Regions from separate parts of the Mus musculus genome. Here region 1 is linked to region 2. Evidence: chromatin contacts called from public promoter capture Hi-C data. All regions are on one chromosome and are shown on one strand. The core of a region is the stretch at or near the end of the contact, and the rest is flanking DNA. Distances in the headings are between cores, read along the strand shown.

What was found. Promoter capture Hi-C pulls out the DNA fragments that hold promoters and counts their contacts.
Region 1: a promoter capture Hi-C map of hippocampal neurons shows a contact between it and region 2, with 13 times the contacts expected there. The contact joins the promoter of Irx3os here to the promoter of Sall1 in region 2. A contact is called at or near these places in 1 of 39 promoter capture datasets (hippocampal neurons), 4 of 484 Hi-C or Micro-C datasets (B cells, cortical neurons and embryonic stem cells) and 1 of 9 other capture datasets (liver).

What each region holds. Positions count from the first base shown.
Region 1 is chr8:91,799,559-91,806,407 of GRCm38.p6, forward strand. It overlaps Irx3os (a long non-coding RNA gene), which reads left to right and starts at 3,778. Exons shown (of 4, transcript XR_003947581.1): 1 at 3,778-4,162; 2 at 4,255-5,285; 3 at 5,741-6,805. It overlaps Irx3 (Iroquois related homeobox 3), which reads right to left and starts at 2,096. Exons shown (of 4, transcript NM_008393.3): 1 at 1,407-2,096; 2 at 115-1,240. The coding sequence starts at 1,682.
Region 2 is chr8:89,041,015-89,047,433 of GRCm38.p6, forward strand. It overlaps Sall1 (spalt like transcription factor 1), which reads right to left and starts at 1,848. Exons shown (of 3, transcript NM_001371070.1): 1 at 1,338-1,848. The coding sequence starts at 1,413. Gm3134 (predicted gene 3134) reads left to right here and starts at 229. Exons shown (of 3, transcript NR_166639.1): 1 at 229-782.

The DNA.
Region 1 (6,849 bases), core at 2,528-5,027, 2.8 Mb after region 2:
CAAAGAGGAAAACACCGGCGTCCCACACACCCCCAAAGCCCCGTTCTTTCCCTTTAGTCTAGGCGAGAGCCCCACCAACACCCTCCCACTGTGCCCCTACATTTTTCTTGTCACCTGTTCCACTCTCCGGCTCGGCAGGCCGAGCATAGGCGGCTGCGGCCGCAGCGGGATGACCTGCGGCTCCGGGAAGTCCCAGCAGGTGCTGTGGGGCCGAGCCCAGCATGGACAGCGGGTGCGGCCGCGGACCGGCCGGCGGCCCTGGGAAAGGCCTGTTGGTCCAAGCGGGGAATTTGCCAAGCGGCGCCGACACGAGTCTGTGTGCCGCTGCAGCCGCTGCAGCGGCCGCGGGCGAGAGCTGCAGCGTCGGGGGCGCAACGGCTGCGCCGGGAGGCGAACCTCCGGCTCCGGGAGGCGAGCGGCGTGGGTTGTCCGGGCTGGTGGCCGTCTCGGCCAGTGACCAGATCTTGGGCTTCTGGAGGGCGGAGGAGGGCGCCGGGGCCGGAGCGCAGGGATCCAGGCTGGAGGGTGGAGAAGGTGGAGATGCAGGAGCCCTGGCCACGGGCGGTGGCGGTGGGGCCAGGCTCAGGACCGACAGTGGTCGGTCCTCCAAGCCTTCGGAGCTGTCGTCCGAGTCGCTAGTTTTGCAGTCCGAAATGGGTCCCAGGCCGAAGTCGCCGTTCCTGTGCGCCGCCCCAGCCAGGGTCAGCTCCGACCCGGCTGCCGCGCTGTCTAAGTTTTCCAAATCGATCTCCTCATCCTCGTCGTCGTCGGCCAGCCCCTCGCCCCCCGTGTCCTCCTCCTCTCCTGCGAGCTCCTCCTCCTCCATCTCCAGCTCGCGTTTGCTCTCTTCCTCGTCTTCCTCTTCGTCCTCCTCCTCCCGCTCGCTCCCATAAGCATTGCCCTCCTCGTCCGTGCGACTACGGGGAGCCCACGTCATCTTGTTCTCCTTCTTGAGGCGCCGGCGCGCGTTGGCGAACCAGGTGGACACCTGGGTGAGGGTCATCTTGGTGATGATGGCCAACATGATCTTCTCGCCCTTGGTGGGGTACGGGTTCTTGCGGTGCTCGTTGAGCCAGGCCTTGAGCGTGCTCGTGCTTTCCCGGGTGGCGTTCTTGGGACGGGACGGGTCCCCGAACTGGTACTGGCCATAGGGGTAGAAGGCGGGGTGCGGGTGCGGGAACGCGGCGGCCGTGGCCGGATGCTGGACGCCAGGGCTGTCCTTCAGCTCATACTGAGCGCCCTGTACGCACATGGAAAAGGAAGGGGACACGCGCGCAGGGAGCGCGAGTGAGCTCCTGCCGTCCCCACCTTTATCCTCCCGCCGGGACCCCAGCTTTCTTCTGCACGCTCACCTTGCCCCACACCCCAACTCCAACCCCTCTCTCCCGGGTTTCTCTGGCTCTTACCAGCTGTGGGAAGATGGGCAGCTCCGTGGCGTAGGGCAGGAAGGCGCCGTAACCCTGAGCGGCGGCGGCGGCAGCTGCGGCAGCGGCGTAGGGTGCCCCGTACACTGATGAAAGCACATTGGATAGGGACCCAGAGGCGGCCAACTCGGAGGCTCCGGCGCCGGGACCGCTCCGGCCCCCAGCGCTACTGCCGCCTCCACCGCCGCCCGCAGCTCCCGGGCGTTCGGGTGGGTAGAGAGGGCGGATGTACTGGTATCCGAGCTGGGGGAAGGACATGGTGGCCCGCGGCGCACCTACGGACTGGGGGCCCGGACCCCCGAGCCGCCGTGCTCAGCTCCGGACCCCGGCTCCGGAGCGCATCGGGGGCTGGGCCGAGCCCGGGCCGCGCTGCGTCGCGCTCCGCGTTCGCCTATTGATCTGCTCCGCGGCGGGCGGCGGCGGCGGCAGCGGCGGCAGCGAGGAGTCAGGTCAGGTCCGAACAGATTGGCCGAGATTCCCTGGGCTCCGGGCTCTGATTGACATTTCTACGGGGCCTCAAGCCCCTCCTCTCTGCGCAGCACTCCCTCCTCTAGGCCGGGCGAGCCGCTCTGCGCTAGGCGCTCAGTTCTGCCCTCCTCTCCGGGAGCTGTGTCGCGCCTCGCTTCCTTCGCCCTCCTCTAGTTTACACTCTCCTCCTGTCCTGTCCTCTCCCCTCCCCTCGCTGCGTCCCCCCTCACCCCACCCCTGGCCGCTTCCGCTCCCGAGGCTCCTTCGCAGTCCTGGACGCTGGGAAACTGCGGTTCTTTTTGCTCTTTCTGTTTCTCACGGTTGCTTTTGCTCACCTTTCTGCTCTCTTCACTTTTCCTAGTCTGACTCCTCTCTTTTAAATCTCTTTACTCTCTCGTTCTCTCTTCCCCTCTTCCCCGGTCTCCGCACCCTGAGCTAAGGCGGCTTAAAGTTGAAGACACTTAGAACGCTGTGCGGGGGGTGTGTGTCCGCGTCAGTGTCTGTGTGTCCGTCCCCGCCCTTCCACCCCCTCCTTCACCCTTCCCCAAATCTCGAGTCTGACGTCGCGCCCTCTTATTCGACTTTTCCCTGCGTCTCCTCCTGGAGTCGCCAATCACCCGGGAGCCTTCTGGGCGAGGCGGCCCTCCCCCGCGAGTACAGAGCGCCGGGCGGGGCGGGGCGGGACTGGACTCAGTCTCTTCCCGCCCCCTCCTGCCCGCACTCGGAGGGGAGAGCCGAGACCACGAGTGGCGGCTTAGTACAGGGTCACCTAGCCCCTCAGGTCTTCCAACTCCTCAATTCTCAGCCCCCTTCGAAGCTGTAGTTCCGGGTTGGGACAGGACCCTGGACCAAGGCAGGCTTCCGGGGCTTCCCGCCCTCCCCCCCCCCCCCCCGTGGCTCCCTTTGCACTTTTCAGCTCTGGTCCCTAGGTCGTTCTCCAAAGCCTAAGCCTGCAGCTAAAAGAGTGAACGTGCTGCCTGGGAGTTGGGAGTGCTGCCTCTCCGAGCTTTAAAAGACCTATTCTGTGCTGGGTGGGGGGAGGGCGGGGGAACCCCGCAGTTTGCTACATTTACACCTCCAGGGTACCTTGTTGAGAATCCTCACAAGAAATAGTGAGTTTGGCGCCTAGGTGGTCTGGTGGAACAAGCAAGGAGTTGGTGGAGCTCCTGGCTATGGAGTGGGGGAGGAGCAGAGAAACTTAGAGCCTAGGCTCTGGGAACTTTCCGAAAGCTCTTCCGAGAAGTTTCTATGTTGGTGTGATTTTTTTTTTTTTAATTGCGACCATTCATTTCACTATCCCCCTCCCCTTTCCGCTCTCTGGTCCCCAGACCCAGCGTTTTTCTTTTGGCGAGAATTCCCCCAGAGCCGTAGAGAGTGTGCATTGTGGGGGCGGGGAGCAAGACTTTGGTTTTATGGTAGGATATTTCCTAAATCTAACTTGAAATGTGAGTGTCCAAGTGCCCACCGTCACGGATTAGTGTGTGCAGTGGAAAGTCATACTGAAATTCCCGGGATAGCTGGAGCTCCCAGATAAGGCTGTAGCGGCGACCCACGCGCGGGCCAGGCCTGCTGTGGGCCTGCGGACTGAACAACTCCCCGGCTGCGATTCTTCAGTAGAGTGAAGAGCCCTAGCTTAGAGGCAGAAAAACCACCCCAAGGGCCTCCGACTGAACTAAGAATCAAACCGGAACTCGCCAGCTTGGAGGAATCTAAGGGTCCCGGGCTGGCCGGGCTCTAGTGTGAATACAGTTAGGGAATGGATTTCTTTCTCCCTGGCCCTGGCCTCCAGTTTTGACCCCCATGTCCCACCTCTGGCTGCATTCCACTGACCTTAGGCTCCAGGAGGTACTAACTCAGAAAATTAGTGGGAGAAACACAAACAGAAGTTTGGGGAGCTACCAAGTCTAGGGTTCGATGTCAGCATGTGGGGTCTTCCTAAATTGAATCTGTGCAGCTTCTCTGTGGTCTCCTGGTCTCCTTGCCTGGTGCTGGAGGTTGGCTTTAAGGTGAGCCTGGACAGAGGAGGCATAGTAGGATCAGCTCAGGCCTTCGAATGGCTTCCCCGCAGCCTGATTCCGTTTCTGGTTAAACCTGTCACAGGAAGCCAGGGCTCACCTGCTCAAGCAAAGGTCTTAGGGTTGTAGAATAGAGGTGACATTATTTTCCAGGATCTTTCCTGTGTATAGGATGGTGAGTCTTTTAAGACAGCCGGGACGACCTACCTACACAGAACTGGACCAGACCAATGGGCGACAGAGCCAGATTGCAAGGTGGGCGAAGGGGTTTCGCTGTACATGTCTGGGCAAAACCACGAGTATTTCATTCCTTTTTGTTTGTTTGTTTGTTTTGTTTTGTTTTTCAGAAGGGAAAGAAAAACAAAACGCAACACCACACAACAACACCACACAAGAGCCTCTGAGATGCTCCTTCCTTCCTTACTGCATTAACCAGCTATCGACCTGGTTGTGTCCGATTGCGATGATGGGCTGAGAGAAAGAACACCGGAAGAGCCAGGCTGTTCTCAGGAAGGACTCACGCCGGCCACGGGGCCGCCCCTGGCCCAGAGGGTGAACCTCTAGACCCAGGCATGAACCTAAGAACCTCGCTTAATTAGATTCCTCCAGGCATCCCAGGCCTGGAGTAGAAACAGCTACCAGTTACCCCGTGACCAACTGGGAAGAGCTTTGGTCTGGCCCTGAAATCAGCAACCCACGCCGGGACCCAGTATCCCAAGCGACTGGAGTCACTGCATGGCTCTGATTCCTCAACAAGACCAGGCCAGTGGAACTCAGCTCTTAGACTAAACTCGCGAGTCCGCGGAGAGCTGAAGCTTTTCATGGGATTTTTAATCCAGGAGATTAGGTCAGACAGACAGATTCGCACAGAGAGTGAGGAGAAGCAGGTGCATCGGGAGTTGATTGGGGAAAGACCTGAGCGCAACAGCAGGAGACCAGCAGGAGCTTCTCCCTCACCCCCTCTTTCTCCCAACAGGCACAGTGCACAAAGCGCTCGCCGCGGACGCTCTGTGGTCTGGGATCAGGGCGCCAGGAGCATACAGAAAAGGTGTACGCCGAGGACACGTGGCGCACGAAGCTGTGCGCGCTGGAGGACAACTACAAGGGGTGCCCTATGTGTAGCCAGAGGCCCACCAGCTTCGGGGTCGGACACTCCGAACCACCAGCCCCCATCTCTTCCCTCCCCTGGTCCAGCTCCCCGATGTGCCCGTGCCCCCCGTCGTTGGGAGCTTCTGCAGCTGTGTCTCCCAGCTCGGACAGAGTTCACTCCTTTCCTCCCAAGGCTCAGAGTCCCCCAGAGGCGGTGCGGGCTGGCTATCCTTCAGCTTCTTGCAGAGGCTGCTGCGTACGCTCCCCCCCCCCCCAGCTGGGGTTACAGGTTAATGAAACGCTCGTTTTCCTCAGTCATTTGTTTTGTTTTCCTGCAAAGTTCTGATAAGTAGCTAACCAACGAAGCTTGTAATTACAATCTTACAGAAACCGGGCCGATCTGTATATAAATCTCACCATCCAATTACAAGATGTAATAATTTTGCACTCAAGCTGGTAATGAGGTCTAATACTCGCGCATGCGATAATCCCCTCTGGATGCTGGCTTGATCAGATGTTGGCTTTGTAATTAGACGGGCAGAAAATCATTATTTCATGTTCAAATAGAAAATGAGGTTGGTGGGAAGTTAATTTCTCTCCGCTCTGTGAAGCGTAGACAAGAATTTAATGATTTAATTACAGTTGTAAGCCCTTTCCATGAGACTTAAATTGAGCTGAGAATATTTTTTTCCTTTTCTCTCTCTCCCCCTCTCTGGCTTTCTCATTCTCTCTCTCCGCTATTAGCAGCCACACGGACTTGCAGATGCATGGCCTGGCGTAGCACCGGGAGGAATTCACATTTGACTGTGAATCCGGCCTCGGAGCATCCCAGGAGGCGCGGGCCGGGCGCCGGCACGTCTGCCGTGCAACGCTGGCTGAGCCCTGTAAGCCGTCAGGGCCCGGGAGGCTGTCCCTGGTCCAGAGGCGCTACGGGAAACTTTGAGGCAAACTTTGCAAACTTCTTTCTCGGAGTTAAGAGAGGCCGCCGGTCAGAAAGGCTGCGGCGGCAGCAGCGTGGGCCCCAGGCCGGATTTGTACACCGCCGAACTGGCCCTGCGGCCCCAGAAGGAGCGCGAGGCTCTCCAGCGTGCCCATCTCTGCCTGCACCTCCCGGACCAGGGCCCCTGCCACTGGCCTTCGAGTGGCCAGCTCTACGCAGCTCCCGGAATCTCAGCATGGAAGGAAAACCGTGGCCCTGTGCACCAGTGGTTTTGTTTCTCTTTCTCTCTGCAAAAACATCCACTTTCCACCTGCGCTGAGCTTTTTCGCTGATCTTTTTTTTTTTCTTTCTTTTCCGTCCTGTCTATTTCTCACACTTTCTGTATGTTTGATTTCCGGGGATGTATTTTTCTCTTTCTTTGAGTCCAAGTGTGTTGTTCGATCCTTTTATTTTTATTTTCCTGGACCGTTTTCTTAAAGCTCATTCTTTTTTGCCTCTCCCTTCCGTGTCTCTGCCCCCCCCCTCCTCAGTTTCATCTTCTTCCTTTTCTCCCTCCCTCTCTTACCCCATCTGCCCTATTTCAATCTTGATCTACCCCAGGCTCTCCTTTGCTGGTTTCTTCTCTTTTCCTTTCCTCTACAGTCTGTCCCCTCCCCCGCCCGTGGATCTGCTTCTCGGGCATCCCCTCCCTCCTCATCCATCTTGGGAGATGAATATGTCGCCTTATTGGATGCGGAGGCCAAAGCAGGGCAATGGGGCTCGGCCAACGCCGCACATTTTCTTCATGCATATTGAGAATATGGTAATGAGCGCGTTTGCATTGTTGCATGGAAATGATGCGACTCCCTCTGCGGTGCGGAGTGGGCAAGGTTGGTGTGGACCCAAGAGAGCTCGGTAGTGGGGACTGGGCCTG
Region 2 (6,419 bases), core at 598-3,097:
TTGTCGCTCTGGCTCTGCCTGCGCGTACCCGCACCCAGAGCCGCTCAGAGCCAGGCCTCTGGGGACGGAGCCTGCGATGTGGGGCTCCAGCGCCCGCAGAGCGTAGTGGCCAGAGGTGCGGATCTCAGGTCACGCTTCCGAGCTCTGCTGGGGTGCAGCTCCTTCCTCCACGCCCGGGATCGAGGATTCCCGAAGGGCAGCCGGGGCCGCCGAGCCTCGGGTCTGGTCACTCTCCAACCGACGCAGCGGAGAGTCAGGCACAAAGTCCGGTGACCCCGGAACCGAGCGTAGCCTCTGGCCTGGGAGCTCGGAAACTCTGCCCTAGAACAGTTCAGGTCAAGCTGGGGTCGGAGGGGGTCTTCCCTCAGTGACCCCAGTTCCCTGCGCGGGTCTCTCCCATTCTAGGCCACAGTTCCCGCACACAAACTTTTCCCTACTCATTCAGTCCTTTCGGAACCCTGCCTTCATTGCTCGGCTGGCTCCAGGGGTCTGGCGGGCTAATACCCGGGACCCAAGAAAGTGTCTAATGACCCTTACCAGAACGGGTCCCGAAGGATGGGACTCCATAATACGTGGGGTGCACACATCCAAGCCCGACTTTGACGGGTTATGGGTGCAAGTGTGGAAAGAAACGACAGGAGAACAAACTTGGGAAGCCGGACCAAGCGACACTTCCCTGTCCCTAAGTCAGTCTCCAGAGCGACCGGCAGCACTCGGCCGCGACCCCAGGATGTCGCTCCTCCACCCCAACCCCCAGTTCTCACGGCTCGGAACCCCCAAAGGTACCATGTTTCGCCCGCTAGCCAAGTGGGAACGAGAGTTTGGGGGGGGGGTGGGTACGGAGAGCTCCCCACGCGCTCGGCGTTCAGCCACCCGGACGAAGTAAACTTCTTTAACGTTGGCCGCAGGGCTGGGCGGTGAGGCCCAGGCGACAGAGGCCCAGCCCGGGGACCCGGGTGGCGCGCGGGGAGCGGGAGAGAGCTCGCGTGGGCAGCTCCAGATGGCCTCTGCCCGAGAGATCGCCCCTCGGGGCGGCAGGGTCGTGGCCGCGGCTTCTCCGACCCTCTGGGCGGAGGAGCGAGCCGGCCAGTCGACCCTACTCCGCCCAGTCGAGGACACGGAACTCCGGAAAGCTCCAGCCGGGATAGGCTGGCTCTCCCGGGACAGGGGAAGCCTGGCCCGGCAAATTGAAATCGAGGAAGCATGAAATAAAATCAGACGCGCCGAGTGCAGAAGGCGAAAGCGGCGGTGGGCGCGGGGCCCGCCGCGTGTGCGTGGGTCCGAGTGTGCGTGTGAGTGCGTGTCTGTGTGTCCGCGGCGCCGGCCGGAGCACTCACCATCTCGCCGGGGGAGCGAGGCCACTTCGGGGTCGGATTGGAAATGTTGAGGCTTCGCTTGCTTCCTCCGCGACATGCTGGCTCAAACATCAGCTGGGGCAGAATAAAAAATTACTAAAAAAAAATCTTCTCAAAATTACGGAAATCGAGCGGCGGCGGCGGCGGCTCCCCCCGCCCGCCGGCCCGCCCGCCCCCTCCCCGGCTCCCCGGCCCCGGGCACAGCGCGCATGTGTCCTGCTATAATTATGATTATCAATAATGCATTGCGATTAATCATAGAGGGGCTCTTTGAAAGGCGATTGGCACCGGGCCAGCGCTATTCAAACCCGCTCGCCTTAATCAATTAGTTCGTGATTTGCTGCAGACCCCTGTCTCTCCGCGCGCTGGCCCAATAAGCCGGCCGCGGGGCTGGCTCTGCGCGCCGCGCCGCCCGACTCTTGGTTAACCCTCTTGGCGACCGCCGGGGACTCCGCGGCCCGGCCGCCGGGGGCCTGCCTCCTCGCCACTGCGCGCCCAGCGCCCCGGCCGGCGCCCCCCGCTCGTTCCCCTCCCCCCTCCCCCGCCCTCCATCCCGGGCTGGGCCGACCCGAATTAGCATGCTCGCCCGGGAGCCTAGCGGAGCAGGGCCGCGTGGGGGTGGGGCTGGCGGCGGGGGCTGGGGACCCAGGCTGCGGGCGAGCGGCGAACTTCCTAACTCCCGCGCTGCGTACTGGCCCGCGAGGGGGAGGGAGTCCCGTGGCGGGACGGGGTAGGAGAGGGCGCCCCATTTCGTGAGTGTTCCTTCATTTTCTTTAAGAGCTACCAGAAAGCAGCCCACCCCCACTCTCATAAAAAAAAAAAAGCGAGTGGGGAAGAGCCAGCCCCACGCCAGTCCGCCTCCCGCTCGCTGCCGGGCCTCCCTCCCGCCTGCCCGCCGCCTGGCTCGGAGATCCTTCGCCCAGAGTTCTCCACTCTCAGGATCCCGGGCTCGCGGGGGTGCGGAGAAGAGGACCCAGGAAAGGTTTGGGGACGTGATGGGTTTGGGGCTTGGGGGGAGGGGCAGTTTTCTCGCCACCCCATCCTCTCCCTGCCTGGGAGCGGCGACCCTCCAGCCTCTTGCTGGCTCCTTAGCTCCCTTTCTCTACCTTGGACATTCCCGGGACAATTAGGGCTGAAGTTTTCGGGAGAAGCGCCCCGAGCCCGTGGGATAAGGGGGCGGCTCGGCTCCGCCCAGGACCCCCTCCCGAACCTCCCCCCGGCCGCCCCGGTTGGCTGCAGGGCGCGTCACTCCGCGGGGAGGCGGCGGCCACCGTGGCGCCGCCAAGCTCCGGGCGGGTGGAGAGCAAGGACCTGCCTGAGCTCCGAGTTCAGCTTCTGCGGGAGGGAGGGGAGGGGCGCAGCTAATTCTGTGCTAAGCAGCGCTCCCCTGGCCTGGGTGGTGCTGCTGGAGCCAGACCCTAGGCACCGCCTCTACCCTGGACCCTAGTGCTCCGTGTCCTAGGGGTGGAGGCCGCCACCTCGTCGCAGACGAGGTGGCTACCCGGAGTGAGTGAGCATGGAGGGGGGGTCCTGTTCGTTGCCCTGCTAGCTACGCCGTGACTCGCCTTCACTTTTCCGACACTTGCTACGTGCGGCGCCCAAACTTTTCTCTCCATCTCTCTCTGTTTCTCTCCCAGAGCTGGGAGCCAGCCTCTCTTACCCGCTCACGGGACCCAGGGATCCGGGCCCTGTACTCCCTCTTCCGGGTTTGGGCGCCTGCGAACCTGAGGCTTGGTCCTCGGCTTAGTTTAGACCTCCTCCTGCCTCGGGGTTTCCGCTCGCCGAGGTTCCCGAAGTCCTGCACCCGAAGGACTAAACTAACTAAACTTCGGCTGAGTAATGGGGGTGGAGGCGGGGGAGGGGTGCAGATACACAATCCTTGCCCTATCTCGCGATCAGGAGAGGAGAGGGCTCATAAGGACGCCCCAATTCTGGAGCGCCTTTGAGTCTGGATCGTGACACAGTCGGCTCGCGCGAAGTGGGCACTAGCCTTCACAGCAGAGCCTTGGAACTCAGGACCCATGTCGCACTCTCTTAAATGGCTTTTAGCCCCTTTCCACGGTTCTTTTTCCCCTAATCTTTTGTGTGCTAGTTGAAAGTATCTTTTTATGTCTGCTGACTTTATACTTCTTGGTTTAACTTCTGCCTTCTTTCCTTCTCCCCGTCCATCCTTCCTCTCTCTCTTTTTTTTTTTATTTTGTCCTTGCTCTCCCACCCCTCGCGCGTCTCCCTGGTCTCCGGCTCTCTCCCGCATCTCGCTCTTCCCTTCTCTCCAGGTTCTGTTGGGTACTGTAGATTTTGATAAAAAGACAAACGAAGCTATCAGTGGCTCTGATGTTGAAGAATGAAGATAATAATGTTTCCATAGGTGGTGTTTCAAATGCCATTATTTCTCACTGAATATTTAAAGAGATCTCTCGGCAAAGATGGATTTGCGCGCTCCTGGGGTGCTAGCCGCTTACTTTCCCCAAACCCCCGGGAACGTGATCAGACCGGAACACTTTTAAATCTAGCACTCTCCCCTACCCCGCAAATCGGAGCGCTTGAAAACACACCAACGTGCACCCCTCAGGGTGCACCGAAGCTTCCAGGCGCACCTTTCTTCCTTGAATCTGCCGGTATTTAGAGCCGCCCTCAACAGTCTTTAACATTCTTGGCTTCTTGAAAGTCCTGGCCTCCGGGCAATCCAGTGGCCAGAAACCCAGTGGAGCTGGCGGTCCTACAAGCCCTTCTCGGGGTGTGCTCCGCGGGAAGCTCCAGGGAGATGCTTCACACGTGCTCACTGTTGGCTCTATGTGTGATTAAGGGTGGGGGGAATCTCCCCCCAAACACCACAAACGAACGAAAACGCAAAATCTGCTGCTTCGCGCTGTTTAATTAAAAATGGGCGAGCAGAGACGAATTAATTGCGGGTATCTAAACTTTGATAACTTTTTTCGTTCTTTTGAGTCCTCGACGACGTAGAGGCGGGCGCCTGGCTCTGTGAGCGGCATCCCCCGCTAATTTCTTGTTTGTTTTCTTTCCCTTTGGCCGGGAGAGAGAAGAGGGGAGGTGGAGGAGGGGGATGGGAGGAAGGGGACGGTTGGAATGGCCGGGAGAGAATTGGTCTTTATTGTTGGTGGCGATACATCAATTACAGGCCATTGTCTCGCGCCCAAGTTCCGCGGTTCGCTGGTGCGGTCGCCGAAGTGTCAGCAAGCTGGCGAGGCACCGCGTGCCGCAGAGCAAAGACATAATTAAATCAATAAAAAATGGACACAGATTGGGGTTTATTTTTTTATTTTTGAACGGGTCGGGAAAGAGAAGGATAGTGAGGTGCCACAGCTGGGGTTCCTTCTAACCTGCACACCTCCAGGCCAGGGCGCTCCATAGGGTCGAGTCCTCCAAACCATGGATGGGGGCTGCTCCTGGGAAATACGGCGAAGAGGTTGTGGCTTGTAGGATCCTGGGGTGGGGGGTGGGGGGCTGGTATTTAGGGACAGATACCCAATAGGGAATGGGGATAGCCCCAAATGAGGTGACAGCTGCGTGGGGGTCGCGACCTCTCAGACCAAGACGAAACGGACCCTGTGGAGGCACTTAGCAATTGTACAAACTGCCTTTGGGGTGCGGGGATGTCTATGTTCCCTCCACAGTATAGCCTCAGTTTCCCGAGGTCTAGTTTGTCCGCGGTGAGTTGGCTGGCCCGAGGGCGGTGGTCTAGGGCTGCGGCCATAGAGAAATTTTCAAGGAAGGTGTTTCCGGACTTCTTTGTTTGAGCTCCAATTTTAGGAAGGGGTGGTCGCATGAAGGCCTTCTGTTCTGAGGCCTGGTTCTTCTACCCGCAAAGTTTTCTAATTATGGCCCAGTCTGACCCTGGTGTGGGATGTGATTGAGGCCTTATGTGGGCCCCTGACTCTTTTTCAGGTTCCATCTGTGCAGTTTGAGCACCCACTCTACAAGTGGAGGTGGGCCCTAAGCGCTCTGGCTGTGTCCCAGCTTCCGAAATTTCCAGCCCAGGCTCCAGGCAGGGGCTACAAGGGCAGTAGAGGAGGTTTCGTTTTCCTATGCCGGGCAAAAAGCGGCAAAAAGGCGGCAGCGGCGCCCCGGGGGCGGGGAGCAGGCACTTCGATGGTATCAACATTATTGATGGGGAAACGTACTGGGCAGGAGCCGGGAGATCAGGTTCCCAGTCCCTCCCCTCCCCGGTGGTGGGTGGGATCAAGTGGATGGTGTGCTCCGTGTGTGTGTGTGTGTGTGTGTGTGTGTGTGTGTGTGTGTGTGTGTGTGTGTGTGTGTGTGTGTGTGTTTGGGGATGGAGCGCCTGGATGCACCACCATTAACCACCTGGGGTTTATTTGTGTTTTCTTGTCTGGATGCCTGCAGTGTGGGGGTGGGAAGAACAGGGAAGAAAGATTGAAGTGGCTTCTAAGTATTCTTTTCTAGACTTAGGGCTTGGGGTGGCGGTGCTGACTTAAAACAAAAGTCAAAATTGGAAAAGCATTCCGTAGCTTCGCCTTTCCCCAGGTTTGGGACTCTGCTTTCCTGAGAATGTCAGACTCTTCTTAAGCGAACTGCAGTTCAAATCCTAACCTCTTCTCAGACCTTGGCGCAGCAGCTTCGAACCCGAGGCCTTGGAGAGTGAACTGTGAGCGCTGCCCAGCAGCTGATTGCTGGAGAAGTGAAGGTCAAAGATAAAGAGCGGAGAGGTACCGTTGCCCACCAGCAACGACGTTCTCAAGACCTGTGTCCCCGCGGGAAGACAGGGTTTCCAGGTGCTGGGTCTAGAAGGAAATTCAGTCTAGCGCAGCTGAGGCAGGGTTCCACCCGAGCAGTGAATCCCTTACTCCCTGTGCGCCGCAAACTTCATCTTCCTCTTCTTGCAGAGCTATTCCCACACCGGCATTTAAGAATGGAATGGACCGGGAACCGCAAATGCTCCTCCAGGTTGCGCTTAAGTTCTCTGCGCTCCGCATGCAACAGTGCCTCGCAAAGGGGTGTCTGGGTATAAAATTCCTCCCAGAGGAAATGTCCGGAGGCAGAGAAAGTGGAAAAGACTAATCGAATTTATAAAAAGAAAACCTT